Linked DNA regions of Oryctolagus cuniculus: region 1 is linked to region 2. Evidence: chromatin contacts called from public Micro-C data. All regions are on one chromosome and are shown on one strand. Each heading gives the region's core, a stretch centred on a gene start, on an enhancer-like site or on the middle of the called end of the contact. The rest is flanking DNA. Distances are from core to core; before and after follow the strand shown.

The links. Hi-C and Micro-C count contacts between places; a contact is called where the count stands out from the background.
Region 1: a Micro-C map of ear pinna shows a contact between it and region 2, with 2.3 times the contacts expected there. The contact joins two enhancer-like sites. A contact is called at or near these places in 3 of 6 Hi-C or Micro-C datasets (ear pinna, embryonic fibroblasts and skin fibroblasts).

What each region holds. Positions count from the first base shown.
Region 1 is chr11:59,823,865-59,826,564 of mOryCun1.1, forward strand. It overlaps LRP1 (LDL receptor related protein 1), which reads left to right. Exons shown (of 89, transcript XM_051832985.2): 31 at 54-148; 32 at 299-448; 33 at 534-674; 34 at 1,086-1,220; 35 at 2,653-2,700. Among named protein-coding and RNA genes, the nearest start is that of NXPH4, 31 kb to the right of the region's middle. Within about 2 kb of position 1,282, at least 1 of the 8 cell types and tissues checked has an H3K27ac peak or open chromatin away from gene starts, as enhancers often do.
Region 2 is chr11:59,756,194-59,758,893 of mOryCun1.1, forward strand. No RefSeq gene overlaps it. Among named protein-coding and RNA genes, the nearest start is that of STAT6, 12 kb to the left of the region's middle. Within about 2 kb of position 1,403, at least 1 of the 8 cell types and tissues checked has an H3K27ac peak or open chromatin away from gene starts, as enhancers often do.

The DNA of each region.
Region 1 (2,700 bases), core at 32-2,531, 68 kb after region 2:
GGCAGGTGGGCAGCGGGAGACCCTGACGCTGCCACTGTCGGCCCCACCTGCAGGAAACTCTACTGGACGGACGGTGACAACATCAGCATGGCCAACATGGACGGCAGCAACCGCACCCTGCTCTTCAGCGCCCAGAAGGGCCCTGTGGGTAGGAGCCTGCCCTGCCTGTGCCTGTAGCCCTCCCCCAAGTCCCCGAGCGTGAGACGCTCGCGGGGCCCTTGCACCGTCCCAACCTCGGTGACTGTCCAGATGCCCCTTCCACGAACTCTCACCCCTGCCCCCCGCCCTCCTGGTTCAGGCCTGGCCATCGACTTCCCTGAGAGTAAGCTCTACTGGATCAGCTCCGGGAACCACACCATCAACCGCTGCAACCTGGACGGCAGCGGCCTGGAGGTCATAGACGCCATGCGCAGCCAGCTGGGCAAGGCCACCGCCCTGGCCATCATGGGTGAGGGCCCGCCGCGGGGAGGGCAGGCCACGCACAGATGACGGCCTTGGGGCTCCGCGGGCCTCACCGCCTCCTGCCTCCCCAGGGGACAAGCTGTGGTGGGCAGATCAGGTGTCGGAGAAGATGGGTACCTGCAACAAGGCCGACGGCTCGGGCGCCGTGGTCCTGCGCAACAGCACCACGCTGGTGATGCACATGAAGGTCTATGACGAGAGCATCCAGCTCGGTAGGCGGCAGGGCTGGGGCGGGGCCTGGAGTGCAGAGCGGGCAGCGGGGCTGGGGCAGGGGTCTGGAGCTCAGAGGGGGCAGCAGGGCTGGGGCAGGCCCGGAGCTCAGGGCGGGCAGCGGGGCTGGGGCAGGCCCGGAGCTCAGAGGGGGCAGCGGGGCTGGTGGGGCCCAGAACTCAGGGCGGGCAGCGGGCAGGGCAGCGGGCCGGAACGGAAGTGAGAGGCCTTGGCTGCACCCCCCACCGTGGGCTCCTTTTGCTCCTTCCCATGACAGCCTTGGTCACCGGCCCTGGGAGGACAGAAGACCTGGGAGCGGGGTGGGTGGTAGCCCCCACCAGGCCCAGGGTGAAGGTGGTGACCGTCCCGAAGGCCCCCTGACCCTCTGTCTGCCTCTCACCCCCACCCCCCAGACCACGAGGGCACCAACCCCTGCAGCGTCAACAACGGCGACTGCTCCCAGCTCTGCCTGCCCACGTCGGAGACGACGCGCTCTTGCATGTGCACGGCCGGCTACAGCCTCCGGAGCGGCCAGCAGGCCTGCGAGGGTCAGTGCGCGGCCTCTGCTCCCCCACCCTGGCCCACACCGCGGGCAATGCTGCATTCCTCCGGCGCCCTTGGGTGAGGTGTCTGAGAAGCCCCCACGCGGCTGGGCGCCATGGGAAAACCCAGGGAGTGAAAGCCCCGTCCCTGGCTCTGCAGGGGGCCAGCACGGAGGGGAAGCTGGACCGTGGCGTGGCTCTGACTGTCCAGTGCCCACCCATAGCAGGGTTTTGGGGAGCTAGATGCCAGCCTCCTGGCAGAGGTGTGCTGTGAGCTGGGTTTATAGGAAGAATGAGTAGCATTGGGACGCACGGCCTGCAGGAGAAGGTTCTAGGCCCACACAAAGGGGAAGCTAAAGCCGTGCCCCAGCCCAGTGCTGGAGACTGTGCGTAGGGCCCTGAGCCCAGAGCGCTGGGCTGGGTGTGGGAAAGTCCTGGTGATAAGGCGGTGAGGTCGGGAGGGCGGGGCTCCTGCGGGTTCTCAGCTGGTGGTGCCTGGAAGTGGTGTTTGGGGAAGATTAAGCTGGCGGCAGCAGGGGAGCAGGAGAAACCAAGGCAGTTAGACCAGTTAGGAGGCTTTGGGGTAATCCCAGGGTGAGCAGCAGGGTCTGGGCTGAGAGTCAGAGGCGTTTCACGAGCCCCTGTTGACTGATTTATGGGCCCCTGGGAACCTCCGCCTTTGATGTGGGCACGGCAGGGAGGCAACGTTGAGGCTGCGGAACTTCGCAGAACTTCTCAGAGCCTTGAATGTGTCCGTGCACACCAAGAATTCTTCAGGCACGGACTCCAGCATTCAAATATCAGGAACATTAGACTATTAGAAATAAGCACTTCTAGTAAGCAACGTTAGGAGTAAATATGCAAGCACGGCCTGTAGCATTCGGGTTTTTCCCTCACTGGGGCCCCTTTGGGCGTTCATTTGGGGCCAACCTGCATGAGAGGATAAAGGCAAGGGAGGGCTAGGGCTACGCGGGGAATGGAGGGCTGGCAGCAAGCAAGGTGCTGGGAAGGTTTCTGGGTGTTGGAGAGAGGGTGTGGCCTGGACCAGTCAGAGGGAGGACAAAGAGGAAGCTAAGGTCAGGCGGAGTGCCAAGCTGAAAATCTAGATTGGAGACGTCCCATCCTGATTGTCTGAGCCTCCCCCAGGGCCTCTGTGGGGAGCCGCCCGCCTTGTGTTGTAAGGGCCAAGTGAGGGGAGAGAAAGCCGCGTCTCTGCTGCCCCCTCATGTCCGTGAGAGGTCCTGCAGGCACTCGCCCTCTAGCCAGGAGGACTTTCTTCAGCAGCGCCAGGCTCTGGGTCTCAGACACCTTTGGGTCAGGGGCGATGGCTGGGGGGAAGATACCAAAGAGGAAGCAGAGAAGAGCGGTGTGAAGGTAGCAAGAGCCAGGCTTCAAGGAGCGTCGCGAGGCCCGTGCCTGAGGGGTCATTGCCTTTCAGGCGTGGGCTCCTTTCTCCTGTACTCCGTGCATGAGGGAATTCGGGGAA
Region 2 (2,700 bases), core at 153-2,652:
ATGAAGCCAGAAGCCCAGAATTCAATCCAGAGCTCTCAAGTGGGTGGCAGGGAACCAATGCTTGGATCACCATCTGCTGCCTCGCAGGTTGCACATTAGCAGGAAGGTGGATCAGAAGCAGAGGAGCTGGGACTCAAACCAGGCACTGTGATGTAGGATGTGTGAATTCCAAATGGCATCATTTTTTAAAGATTTACTTATTTATTTGAGAGGCAGAGTTACAGCCAGAGAGAGGAAGAGAGGGAGGGAGGGAGAGAGAGAGAGAGAGAGAGAGAGAGAGAGAGAGAGAGAGAGAGAGAGAAAGGTCTTCCATCTGCTGGTTCACTCCTCAGATGGCCGCAATGGCCAGAACTGGGCAGATCCGAAGCCAGGAGCGTCTTTCAGGTCTCCCACGCGGGTGCAGGGGCCCAAGCACTTGGGCCATCTTCTGCTGCTTTCCCAGGTGCATTAGCAGAGAGCTGGATTGGAAGTGGAGAGCCTAGACTCAAATCAGAGCCCATATGGGATGCTGGTGCTGCAGGTGGAGGCTTAACCTACTTCGCCACAGCGCTGGCCCCTCCAAACGGCATGTGAATTGCTATCCCACTTGCCCCCAGTGACCCTCTTTTTACAGATGAAGAAGCTGTGGCACAGTTCACTTAGGTCACTTGTCCAAGGCCAAAGTGAGATTGAATCCAATTAGTCTGGCACCTGAAGCTATGTTACCCTCCGTCTTCATGCAAGGTGAAAGAGATTTTATCTGACCTTTAAGACAAGCACTGAGGATGCCAACATAGCTGCCAAGCCCTTTCCCCTCGCTAGCAAAGTCTGGATTTTGTACAGTGGCCCCTCCCATACTGAATCTTGTGGGTCCAGCCAATCACTGTGTTTCCATCCCTGTGCCTGCTGACCCAGTCCTGGTCAGTCCCAGTCAGCAGGACTCGGGGGGCTCCCAGGGAAGATTTTGTTGTTCTTCAGTGCAATCTCCACTTGTGAGGGCTGGAACAGCTGTAGCCGTGTTGCAGTTGGAGGACAGAGTGTCCATGTGAGCAGGTGGCAGGTCCTTGACGAAGCAGCCACTCCTGGACCTGCTCCAGGACTCCTCACTACTTCAGTGAGGTCTTCCGTTACTTGCTGCTAAATGCATCCCTAACTGAGCCTCGCACCGCCATAACGATGGTAGGATATGGAGAGCCCAGAGCAGGCTGCTCACCCATGCTCCCATCGCCAACCAGCATGTGCACTTAGGAAAGCAAGTGAACTCATTGAGGGAAGAAGGTCCTGGGGACAACCAGGTGTCAGGCACGCACAGAAGGGCAGCGGCAGTGTGAGCTGAGCATGGCCCCAGGCTTCGTGCAGGGAGGGGCGTGGGGAGCAGGGCGAGAGTAATTAGGAAGAGAAAGCACTGGGTTTAGTGGAGAAGGGTGGACGCCCATCAAGGCCTGCCAAGGACGGCAGGAAATGAGCAATGGTGGGGTCAGCTGATCTCAGCTCTGCATGGAGCCCTCAGGCTGTGCCGAGGATAACTGTGGCCAACAGACCTTCACCTCACAGAAGGACAAGTAGCAGCCCTGGTGGGTGGGCGAAGTCCAGCGTCTCTGCATGGGGCCGGCTGTGGTCAGGGCTGAGCCTCTGCAAGGAAGTTCCAGCCCTCTAATTACTGTCTTGCCCGCTCACTCTCTCTCCTGTGCAGCCAAGCTTCCTGGGAAAGTCGTGCACTGTCCATCCCTCCTTACCTCATTATACCACTAGCCAGCTTCCTCCCAGCCGCGCCAGTGGAGCTGCCATGGCCCGGCTCACATAGGCGCTCGGCTGTGCCAAGAACAATGGTAAGGCGCCACCCCCATGCTGGTGCACCCTGGCAGGACTCAATGTTGACATCAACTCTTGAGGAAGGTCAGCCTTACAGTCCCTCTGAGTCTTCCTCCTGCCTCTCAGTGCGCTCCCTCTTCATCTCCCATCATGATCTCACCCACACCGACAGCCCCGTGTCCTCAGCAGGGCAACTGGGCTGCTGATGAAAACCATGGCCTCCAGGGCTGGGCCACCTGGGGTCCAGTCCTGGCTGGCTCTGCAGTTGTGGCATGGTACACAATCTTCTACCAAGGTCTACCACAAGCCTCGGGGCCGGCATTGTGGCTTAGCAGGTGAAGCGGCCACATTCAACGCATTGCCGGTATCCCATGCAGGCGCCGGTTCATATCCTGTATGCTCCACTTTCCATCCAGCTCCCTGCTAATGCACCTGGGAAAAGCAGCAGAAGATGGCCTAAGTGCTTGGGCCCCTGCCACCCATGTGGGAGACCCAGATAAAGCTCCTGGCTTCCAGCTTCAGTCTGGCTGAACCCTGGCCATCGCATCCATCTGGGGGAGTGAACCATGATGGGAGATCTCTGTGTGTGTCTTTCCCCCTTTCTCTGTAACTTTTACTTTCAAGTATATATATATACATTAAAAAAAAAAGAACATTATCCTCAGGGACAACCACCATTCTGATTTTTTGAAGTTTATTTATTTATTTGAGAGGCAGGCAGACAGAGGAAGAGAGTTCCCACTCAAATGCCCACAGCGGCCCCTCCCTGGGCCAGGAAGCTGAGAGCTGGAACTCAACTCAGCAGGGAGCGGCAGGAACCCAACCACCAGAACCCCCACAGCATCCTCCCAGGTGCACATTAGCAGGGAGCTGGAGTCCAGAGCCAGAGGGAGGGGTGGAACCCAGGCA